Linked DNA regions of Hordeum vulgare: region 2 is linked to region 1. Evidence: chromatin contacts called from public Hi-C data. All regions are on one chromosome and are shown on one strand. The core of a region is the stretch at or near the end of the contact, and the rest is flanking DNA. Distances in the headings are between cores, read along the strand shown. Region 1 has its middle 67 kb from the start of LOC123449265. Region 2 holds the start of LOC123449270.

Region 1 (5,779 bases), core at 868-3,367:
ATCCATTTGCTACATAGATTCGCTTACTGATTTTCAGTTGGAATTATTGTTGTAAATAATATATTTATGTTGCGGTTTGTTATTCTATATTCATGATATTTATATAGATCTGATTTATTCCTTTATAGCATAAATGGACTTGAATTATAATGTAATTAATGAATAGGCACATTATACTTTAATTTGTTGAGATTTCAAATGAGGTTGCCGGAATCAGAATGAAACTCTCATATGGCTGACATAGCTTTTATGTTTTATTTTTAGATGAAATTTCTATATTTACTTACCTTAAGATATATTTGATTTTATTTTTATGTGTTGAGACAAGGAGCAAGCAAACTGTTGATTTTGCGAAGAACAATTGTCACTAAATTATTGATTTTGATCAAAAACAACATGTAGCCTGGAAACAAGAAAGATATTCTATGCGCTAAATGATGCAGGAAAACATGATTCAGCCTGGAGGTGGTGTTTCGGTCAACATTGGCGATGGTCTTAGCAGCTAAATAGTGGCGAACAATAGCTGTCATAATATTGTGAAAATATATTCTGATTAATTCTACCTTGTATATACGATTTGTAGATGCCTATGAATTATAATACATATTTTATTGGCTAAGAAAGGAAGAAATGTTACGGATGTTTATTAAGATTCTTGATTTGTGAATGCTAGTGACGGATTTGATATCAATATGCTTTAGGAAAGTTGATTTGTGAATGCTGGTGACGGATTTGATATCAATATGCTTTAGGAAAGTCAGTACATATCTAGTCAAGATTTAAATTTCGTAGAGTATATGGAATGTTTGCTAAATCCTTGCTTGTGCAAGAGACTATATGTAAACTTAAAATGTAAGCTTCATATATTTAAATATTGTTTATTCATTAAATTTCAATAAAACGTGTGTTACACGTGCAAGCTTAATACAACCTGATGAATGAGGAAATTCATTCGATTAACGCACGTGCACTGTTACCAGTTCAGAATAAATATCCGCATCATCAGTTTATCACGGTGCGGAAGGAGACCGGATCGAACCTGGTCCAGCAAATCGAACGGATCAGATCTCATTCATCCGCAGCGGCGGTTTGTTGGCTTTGCCGGAACGCCCCGTGCCGTGTGGCCGCCGACGCCCACCGCTCATCACGTCGGCGTCATCGCTTCCTGGCCAGTTTTGGTTGATGAAATAAAACTGTTGGCGCTCCCTCCCATATTATCGCGAAGGGGAAGCAAATGCGCAGTGTTTCGGTCGAGAAGGCTTTTTCAAGCACAGCACAGGGGCTGCGGTATTCTCATCAGGCAGGCTGGCTGTGGCTCACCTTGTGCATGTGGGGTGGGGTCTCCTTGTCAAGGCCCGGTCCGGTCTTGGTGTCTGGTTGGACGGACGGACGTACGGCTGAACTGCCAAAAATTAATGGATCGTGATGGGTGGAAATTTTGTCCAAGGTCCGGCCATCTTGGCCCTAATAATGTGTCTGCGGGTGCCGTGAAAACTGCACTGCAAAGAGAACATTTTGAGAATTACGGCCAACCTAACCAGCTACTAGCTCGGTCATCACTCATCAGTCGTTGTCTACTGGAAGTTCGGTCGGGATTTTTTTCTCCTCAGGTACTGTACCTCTGTGTGAGATTCGTATCCTGGAGTAGTGCATGTTGCCTGGATCACTGGATGCCTCCGGCTCTAGTGTTCTTAAATGCCTTGTTTGCTGTGCATCAGTGCATGTGATCCGACGGTGACCCGCCCTTCGTGCTGCACGGCCGGGAAGAGAGCCCGCACGGAACGGCTTTCGTACGCTGCCGCAAGGGGGCGCCACGCCATACGGCATGCGCATGGACATGATCGCATGACATGGGCCAAATCTAACAATTCGTGCTTCACACAGAATTTCCTGCCACTTTTTTTGTTTTTGGCCGCCTAGTTAGCTACGGTTCGTCCGTCTGGGCATTTTCAGTGGTACTCTACCTATGAAGATGACGGCCTCCTCTTCATGATTGATCTCTACCTGCAAAGAAAGCCAGAAACAGCACAACCGATTGTTGGACCGGACAGGGACTCCTCCTTGAATCGGTTTCTTCTGCGAAAGATTCCGTGTGGATTCCTGTTCACCACAGATGGAGCCGTGGAGCTGTGCTCGGTAGGTAGGCGGTTCCTTGTCTCCTTTCTGCTGTAGTTTAAACGGAAATGATTAGGGTGTTTTATAATTTATTACCAGTCACAATACATGATGTCCCTTTCCAAGTACTACTATACGGAAAAGCCTTCACTGGTAAGTACTATCCTCGGTATAATCATAGCCTAATAGACATGAAGCTAAATACATTCAGGCTTGCGTGCAAGTCGAAATAAATCGCCGTCCATATCATCTTACTTAATTTTTTGACAAAACAAAGAGGCTCGCACTTGGCATAGCAATTGGTTTGAGCTTCACTAGACACGCAGCTTTGCTACACAGTGTGAGAGAAGCCATTGCTTGGACCGGCGATGGAGCCGAACACGCCCGACTCCTAAACCGATGCAAAAGCAAAAGCTCAACAAGCAACGAACCATGTCCCGATTCTATCAAGGCTGAATAATTTAACCTCCTACCATCACTGACCAGATAGAGATGGTATTATAGTTTATCTTGGGATGCCAGGGAAGATGGATGCTTGATCTTGGCAACAATCAGTGAACCTGCTACGTACCGCGATAGCAATGTTTTTTGCTCCCTCATCGGGTTTGATATTTTTCCAACGATTGTTCTAAACAAAAAGAGTACAATTTTGTCTATCGTGGGAACATGGGGGACATAGCTGTGCTGCCGGGGGTCCATACAAGAACTTCTCTGCATCTCGCGGTTTGCGTGAAAAGCTCAGATATTTGGAGTGAAAATCACACGTAAGAATAAGATAGCGAATTGGACTATCATCAGATGATTCAGTCACCAGGCAAACGCACGTGTTTATTGGGCCATGTCTCGCTGCGCTGCAATTTACAGCGGCATCTCAAACCAACGGATGACATGGAAAACAACAGCTAAAACATTTTCCCATCTTGTGTGCATCTCTGTAATTACCCGGCAGTCATGTAGGAGGAGTACATGGCTACCTCATTCTTTGCGGGGCTGTATTATGGACAGAGCTCTAGCTGGAAAAAAATGATTAATTTTAGATGAAAAGGGTTTCCCTGGTTTTCATTAAGAAAATCAGAAACATGGAGACCTGAAAAATATACTAGTAATGTAAATTAGTTGGCAGGCTATTGATGTCCGACGGCGATGCGTAATATGCTTGCGTATGTTTTCCAGGAGTTTTATCCTATGAGCACCGAGATCACGAAAGTTCATTTTGGCATTGTACGACGGTTTCGTTTGACTACGACGATAAAATTATATGACCAAACATCCTTAATCATAAGTTTGCATAGATTTCTCTCCCGGAAAGTGATCTTAACACCTGACCAAAATATTCTACACTTTTCTTGATTGCAGTTAGGATATCCAAGTAAGTTGACAAAATATGCTAAAAGTATCAGCATTTCTTGAGCATGGATGGCATGCAGGGAAAAAGTCAAGAGTTAGACATAACATGAATTACCGATTCGTCACACTATACGACGATGATAACCTACATAAAATGATGATAATTGTTTCTTTATATTTCTTTATGAATATGATTAACATGAACGGCGTGTGCATCAAACTCGTCGATAATATGTGGAGCCCTTCCTTAACATAAGAGAAACGAAAAGAGGTGAGTTTGGCAGTTTTATGGTAACTCGTGACGGAGACACATCTTTATGAAAAAAATTGATGACCTAGATATAAAATTATACAATATATGGCTCACCGAGAGTGGGCAGACCATTTTTATCTCCTCTTTGTCAAAACAAAAATGATGGGGGGTTTTATCAAACGGCTAGCGATGTTATAGATGTGATTTTTTGAGACACCCTTAGGAACTACAAGTATATTATAACCACCTTTAGCTTTTTGATGCCGTCCCTAGTGCGATCCGTGTGTATTGACATGACGTTTTCATAGAAGAAACCACCTAAAAACATACTGTGTTTGATTTAGGCCTTCTTTTTCTACCATTCGTACTAATCTTCAGGACATACATGAGTAGTATTTCCTCCGTTTTAAAATATAAGATGTTATTATATCCAATATGAGAGTATATTGAGTGTAATAACGTCTTATATTATTGAACAAAAGGAGTACTATTTTAGACAGTCGAACGTAATCTGATACGGATTCACAATAAACTTATTTGAAACTCTGGATACATATATTCACACTAGTTTGCAGCACCTTTCACACCAGATATGGACATATGGTGTCACTTGGCAGGCGAGCTTTGGTTTGTTAATTAGGTCCCCGTGTCAGTGGAAGAAGATCAGTTAAGATGCAGCAGATGGGGTACCCGTCCATCATGCGGGCGGGCCCGCATGCAGTGATTTCGTGTCCGGCCGAGCCAGACCAAGGGTGGCGCCTCTGCGTCAGCTTCCATCAAGCGAGGGATAAGGGAAGGAATCAGACAAGCGAAAGCATCATCATGCACGACGAGAAAGTTTCAGCTGATAATGGATCATATATATTGATTAAATCTCGAAAGATCTCGAGATTCCTTCCTTCCAAGCGAACGCTAGGGCACCAAAGTCGTCTAAATATTCGACGGCGATTCATAGTAGCAACGGGCGGCTAGACTTGGCTACTCATTCCTTTCGGCCGCAGATGGTCAGCAAACATGCAACGCCCTCTGAGCTTTTCTTGTTAGTGAGATTCAGATTCTCGTGTACAAGTCCTAGTGCCTTGCCGACTGTTGCAACCATCAGCAATTTGAATTTGTGCGTGGGCAAACTGACCCCGCCCACAAAACCGGAGTAAAAACTGATTGATTCAGAGGTAAAGTGCTGCTTCGAAATTCATCTCATCTGCATCCTGTGAAGCAGCAGAGTTCTCAGGCAGGCTGCAAAAGGTTAATTAACTGTCCATCTGGATCCACTGACACATCGTACAGGTCTCTTAAAAACACAACAACGAGATAACATTATTAATTTTGTAGCCACGTACCGGTCGATGATCAAGTTGCATGAATATAATGCTCTCTATCCGGACGGTACGAGGCCCAGGATTGTTTAGGGAGGCTGCATGTGCCGTGCATGTTCACCAGGACGAGGGCAGCCAAAGAAGATGAGCTCCAAGGAATCTTTGCTTAGGGACTAATCTATCTTTCAACTTTTGAGTGGGGATTAATCTAGGGTATATCTTAACATCTTGTTTTTGTCCGTGACCAATGAATGGTCGGGCCCCGTGGTCCGTGGCACCCACTGCGATGTGGATAAGCTCCGTTTTCCAATGAGGTGGGACTCAGACTACTTAATCCGCTGGGACTTGAAGAAAATGAGTGAGCCTCACAGTGGGAAGTATCACATAGTAAATATCATGCATATGATATTATGGTATGATACTATCTTTATAATGCATATTATCATAAACTAGTACTCTCTCCGTCCCAAAATTCTTGTCTTAGATTTGTTTAGATACGAATGTATCTAGTCAAGTTTTAGTATTTAGATACATTCATTTCTAAACAAAGATAAAACAAAAATTTTGAAAAGGAGGAAGTATCATAGATGGTTTTATTTATTGACATGCAAGAGACATAGTAGCATAGCATTTAACATATTACGGTATCTATCTACATTATGTTACTTTAACCTTCTGTCTCTTCTTTAATTGTCTGTCACATCAGCATTTTACTAGTCCCAAGATTATGATACTACTTAAGTTACTT
Region 2 (5,779 bases), core at 2,413-4,912, 330 kb before region 1:
GGAGTATTGAAGACTGAAGTTGGGAAAATAATGGGAGTTGCAAGGCTTTTGGAAGTTCCCCACATTGGTTGTTTTGAACGTAGCCACGTTGGTTGCTGAAGGGCAACAAACCTAAGTGAATGTATTTCCTACAAATCTAATTAAATTAGAAGTGGGGCAATCCCCTATGTTAGTAAGGTAGCTTTTGGAAATGTGAATGCCTTTACAATCCTATATTCCTACAGTTGGTACTAGAGCCTGGTTCTAACATCTCTGGCTTAATTGGACACTAGTGTGTGACTGACCGCTGGACGAAGGTTCCTACGGAACTGTCGGTTGTATACCGAAGGAGCCTGTGAGTTTGAGGGTTTTCCAACTAAGTAAAACATGAAATAAACACAGTAGGTACTGGTATTTTTTTCTGGGGTTTTCAACACCGAAATCTGAAGATGGGAATTGCTGGAACAGTGGAGGTTAATGGACCTTAATTACAAGTTTTTAGGATTTTCAGCAAAGCAAAACAGGAACTAAACACGCTAACTATTGATCACTCCCACGGGGTTTTCAACACCAATATGTGGAAGAGAGATTGCTGGAATTGTGAAAGGGCAACAAACCTAGTTGTATTAGTTTAATAGTTTTTCTTGTTTGTCCCTGATCCTGTTTTAGGCACAGTCTGCGGTTGCTGAACTTTGCAGCACTGTGCTTATATTTTATAATCTGCTGTGGAAAATTAGACATAAAAGTAACACTAGAATAGGGAAAAGTGGGTGTGGGGCGAACGGGATTATGAGAATCCACCGCAATGCCAAACGCAGAATTAGTTATTTAGTACTTTTAGTTTTAGCTTTCTAGTGTTTGCAGCTCTTGTTAGTTCTTCTTTTGATCTGGAGGCTTGCAACTAGTCGAGGAAGAATAGTTGTGAATTTCCACTTTCACCGCTTGCTTGGCTTTGTGAGATATCAGTTGTGGAACAAAACAAAATCAACCAACGCTTCCTTGTGGATTCACCATTCTTTCTCATCAACACGAGTTAAGCAATAGGTACAGGGGAGGAGCAGCAACCAGCTTACGGCAGCGCCGGCCGGCCGAATTGTGGGGCGGCGGCGGAGGCCAAGGGGCAAGGGAGAGGGTCACAAGTTAGGTTTAGGTCGGGGAAAACTAGTCTCGATCCAGGTTTCACGGGGGGATTGGGCAAGCAAATAGAAAAAATATGATAGGCGGGGCCAGCTTTTAGTTGTTCGACTCAAAAAGCTAGACTAGTCGATCGAGTCGCTCGACTCAGCCAATGATTCGGGTTGACATATTGAGTCGACTTTCAGTTGCGACTCACCGACGACTAGTGGTTCAACTTAACAACAATGGTTAGAGTAAAAAATTTACTCCTCGACAACACGGCTCCTATATTTACTCGGCCGCCCACCCGCCCGAGCAAAAAAGCTCCCTCTCCCCTCGGCCTCACCCACCCCACCCCATGTCGCATATACTCCACCGCCTCCTCTCTAGCTTCCGCCGACCACAACACGCCACCGCTGACCCCCATAGGACCCGCCACGCTCCTCCCCCACCCGGATCTAGTCCTCTCTCGCCGGCGGTAGCGCCTAAATCGGCAAATCTACAATCCTCGCCGCTTGCACCGTCGCATTTTGGATGGATTCGCCGGAGACAGAATCACCTTGCCTCCGCAATAGTTCAATGTTGCATCTAGGTATGCCCTCCCCCTCTCGGCACTCAGATCTCTCTCTTTGACTAACCACCGGCACAACCACGTCCGTCGGCCGTCAGCCGAGCTTGACACTAGCCCAACAGCTCGTCGGCTCCCCGCTGCCGGTCATCAAGTGTGACCACTACCCGCGGCTGGTGTTGCACCGAGTTCCGAGCACATGGAAACATCTGGGATGGGTGTTCTTCAAGTGCAAAAAGAATAGGATGAGTGTTTGTTTGTACGGTTATTCTTCGGATTCGTCGTAATTTGTAACTTATTGTTTGCTCAAATTGTGTGTAGGATGGATGTAAGATTTGTTATTGGGAAGAAGAGTGCATCGGTCTATTGATAGCGAGAAATTTGCTAGATGTTCATGCACTACTTGCTAGAGTAGAGACTAGAGACGATGCAAAGTCCAATTGTGTGGAGGCAGAGAAGAACGAAGTGTGCAAGTTCAAGAAGTCGATAGAGAAAAGCAACAATGTTGGCAATGAAGACATAGATAAAGTATTAATCGAACTAGTGGGAGCACTTAGGGCACTTGAGTTTCTATTAAAATGTCTAATTGTTCTTGTAGTTTTCTCCGGATCGGTTCTCTTAGCGAAGAATTGGTGAAGTACGTAACTATGATGTCGTTTAATAAAGTAATATAAGAGAGAAGTTTATTTGGATGACCGGAAATTAAATGAATTTGACATTTTTTTTACTCCGCTAAGTTCAGGGGATCAGCTAGAAAGGACCAAAACTTAGAGGAGTTAAAATACCCCACTAAGGTTTACTCGGCTGTTTACTCCTCTAAAATTTAGGGGATCGGCTAGAGATGCCCTTAGCATGTTTTTTGTGCATGTCCAGAAGATTATCGCTATACCATTTGCTTATTTGTTGGCATGCACAGTTGGCTTATTTCTCAATCTGGTGACAAGATAACCCTCCCTCAACTTTTCTCTTCCACCTCACCTAAATGCTGAAATTGCATGCACCCCACTTGGTAGAAAGTGACATAATAATACTTTTAGCCCAACTATTGCCTTGTACTAAAATTTATGAATTCAGCAACAGCTAAGCAGTGTGCAATGCATGAAAAGGGGATGGCGCATATGCATGAGACAGACCTGCTTGTCCAATCAGTATAGCGCCAAACTTGAAACCCAGCCGTCGATTGGAAAAGTAACTGAAGTTGCCATCATAAGATTCAGAACCTGGGAAAAAAATCATGCATTTTTTCAAAATGACCACGGAAGCAAACACGAGCAATGTCACTCTTGGCTGCACTAGAAACAGTAGAAGCAGGACAATTTATAATTTAAAACTCTATTTAGTAAAAAAATCAATCCGGAACAGTTCACCAACAAAGGACATATAGCTATTATCATGGACCAACCAAGCATTAGCGTTGCATATTTCGTGACAGCTGAACAGCTCCCCAGAGACTCAGATTTACACAGGTTGTAGCTTGCACATTCCAATTCCAGCCTGATCCCATGCCACCCAAGGGCATGGGGAAAAGGCGCAAACGCTCACCAGCCTTGGGGGCCATCATCAGTTCTCCCTAACCTACTCTTAGTCCGTCATGCTCCTCACCTATCTCTCCATGGAAACAATCGAAGGCACGCAACATCATCCCCCAATATTTTGCCACTTAAATCAACTCAATTTTACAAACCCCAGAGCGCATCGCATGATCCAACCCCTCAAACCCGCTAAAATTACATTTCCCCGCCTCGCTGCAGCCATTTCCCTGCCAATCCTCCCGCGGGGGTTAACACGAGACCACGAAACAGGGTCACAGGGGGAAGCGCTCACCTGAGGAGGCGGCAGCGGCGGGTAGGTGGAGGCCCCTTGAAGGCGGCCCGCCGGCGAGACGATCTGCCGAGGCGAGGGCGAGGCGGCCGCTCCGCAGGAGCGAGAGCAGCCGCAGCCGCGAGGACATGGTTTATTCGCGAGCCCTGGGTCTCCTGGTCTGTGGACTGACTGGGGGTTATGCGGTGAGGGGCTCTGGAACTGGAAGAGAGAAACCTATTGGGCCCCACAAGCGGGCCACGCCACACTTGTCGGTAGTCAAAGTGTGATCCCTCGCTCCTCCGCCGCCGCTGGCCCGCTGCTGCCATGTCCACCGCCGCGGCCGCCGCTGCCCGAGGTCTCAAATCCGTCACCCGCGCCGCCTTCTCCTGGAAGCCGGTGAGTGAGAGACAGCGAGGAACTCTGTCTCTAAACCCTGGAGCTTTGGCTGGCTGTTTGACTAACCCCTTTTGCCCCTCATGCCAGACGGGTCGGGCGCAGCAGACGCTCGCGGCGGCGGTGAGCAGGTCGGGCGTGGGGCTCCACTCGGGCGCGTGCGCCACCGCCACGCTGCTCCCTGCGCGCGCGGGCGAAGGGAGGTACTTCGTCGTGGAGGGGGAGGGGGAGGCGAGGGTGGCGGCGGAGCTGGGGAATGCCGAGCCACAGTCCCCGCTCTGCACCACGCTGCGGAGCGGGAGCGGCGTCGCGCGGGTGCGCACGGTGGAGCACCTGCTCTCGGCCATGGAGGCGCTCGGCGTCGACAACTGCCGCGTCGAGGTCAGCGGCGGCGACGAGGTGCGTACCGTCTTGCTGCCGGGATGCTGCTAACAGTAGTCGGGTAGACGTTCATGTCTGATTCCTTTACCTACGATGTATTTCCGATTCATGTGAATTTATTGTTAAGCGGTGACAGATCCCTTTGCTTGATGGATCAGCGCAAGAGTGGGTGGAGGCCATACGGGGTGCCGGTCTGTGTGAGGCCGATGATATCGGTGGACAAAAGTTGGAGAAACTGGCACCCAAAATCGATGAGCCTGTTTACCTGCGGAAGGACGATTGCTTTGTAGCTGCATTCCCTTCCTCGCAAACCCACATCACCTATGGAATTGATTTTCCAAAGGTATGTATGCCTCATGCTTCCCCTTTTTAAGTTCACGAAATGTGATTATTGTAGGCTCTTGTAACTCGTCCTACTAGTGCCTCTTGCTTCCGCTGCTAACCATATGGTTCATATGCAATTTGGTTTGTATGTTGATCGAACGATGTATGATGTATCGCTTTTCAATTTGAAAATTTCAAGTAACACCGTAGCATGACCGGGAATAGAATGGTATTTTGTTTCTGTGAAATTGATGTCAGGTCAGCACTGCCTGAAATTGTCCTTTGATTTTCCTTTTCTATCACACGTGCAGTGATTTGGTAGAGGCCATTAGATTATTTTTATTTAGTCTTTAGTTTGGCAGACTTCCCACATGTTTTAGTGGGAGAGCTCGAAGCCTGTCACATTCCTGATGCATAGAACAGTAGTTGTTCATACAGATAATGTGTTCCAGTACATCAGTTGTAAGATTTTTTTTCAAATGTGCTCGGGGTTGAACTTGTCTTTGTGTTTTCTATAGTTATTGATTTGATAATCATCATATGAGTAGACATTCATGATAAAGTGTAAGCACCTTCTTTTTTTATCTGCATTAATAAATTTTGACCAAATGCCTTTGGCAAGGACATGAACATAAAGAATATTAGCTAGCTTTTATAACTACTTTTTAGGTAAAAACTTTGATAGTGTGCTAAAAATGTTTCAAAGGTATATTTTGGACTTGAGCAAACTATGTGTCCTATTGTAGGCACCAGCGATTGGTTGTCAATGGTTCGATACTTTCCTGGATGCTGATGTATACTCAAGCAAGATAGCTCCTGCAAGAACTTTCTGTATATTTGAAGAGGTTTGCTCACACTTTAACCAATGTTGATTTATAATCTATTATTACTGTTGTTTTCTCCTCTCTTTTTACTGTATACTGGCAATCATTCGTTCTCTGGTACTAACAGGGAAAAATCAATGTCTTTCTCGTATGTAATATATGGTATTCCCTCCATCCGGTTTATAAGGCGGGCACGGGTTTTTAGGTCTTCAATTTGACAAACGAAATGTCTGTAATATGCTACCAAAAGTATACGTTTAGAAACTTCATTTGACGATGAATCCAGTGATATATGCGTACTGCCATACAACACACGTTTCACTTGTCAAATTGATGACCTAAATTCCCGTCCCCCCCTCCAAACCCAGATAGAGGGAGTATTATAATTTTT

Evidence for each region. A called contact is a pair of places that touch in the nucleus more often than the background predicts.
Region 2: a contact with region 1 is called in a Hi-C map of leaf, with 7 times the contacts expected there. The contact joins the promoter of LOC123449270 here to the enhancer-like site in region 1. A contact is called at or near these places in 2 of 6 Hi-C or Micro-C datasets (leaf and seedling).

What each region holds. Positions count from the first base shown.
Region 1 is chr4H:525,213,774-525,219,552 of MorexV3_pseudomolecules_assembly, reverse strand. No RefSeq gene overlaps it. Among protein-coding and RNA genes, the nearest start is that of LOC123449265, 67 kb to the right of the region's middle. Within about 2 kb of position 2,117, at least 3 of the 3 cell types and tissues checked have open chromatin away from gene starts, as enhancers often do. A contact at or near this core is called in leaf and seedling, where this site is marked.
Region 2 is chr4H:525,549,319-525,555,097 of MorexV3_pseudomolecules_assembly, reverse strand. LOC123449270 reads right to left here and starts at 3,662. Exons shown (of 18, transcript XM_045126417.1): 1 at 3,488-3,662; 2 at 2,797-2,883. The coding sequence starts at 3,614. It overlaps LOC123449271 (probable UDP-3-O-acyl-N-acetylglucosamine deacetylase 1, mitochondrial), which reads left to right and starts at 3,647. Exons shown (of 7, transcript XM_045126419.1): 1 at 3,647-3,862; 2 at 3,950-4,258; 3 at 4,377-4,583; 4 at 5,311-5,409. The coding sequence starts at 3,791.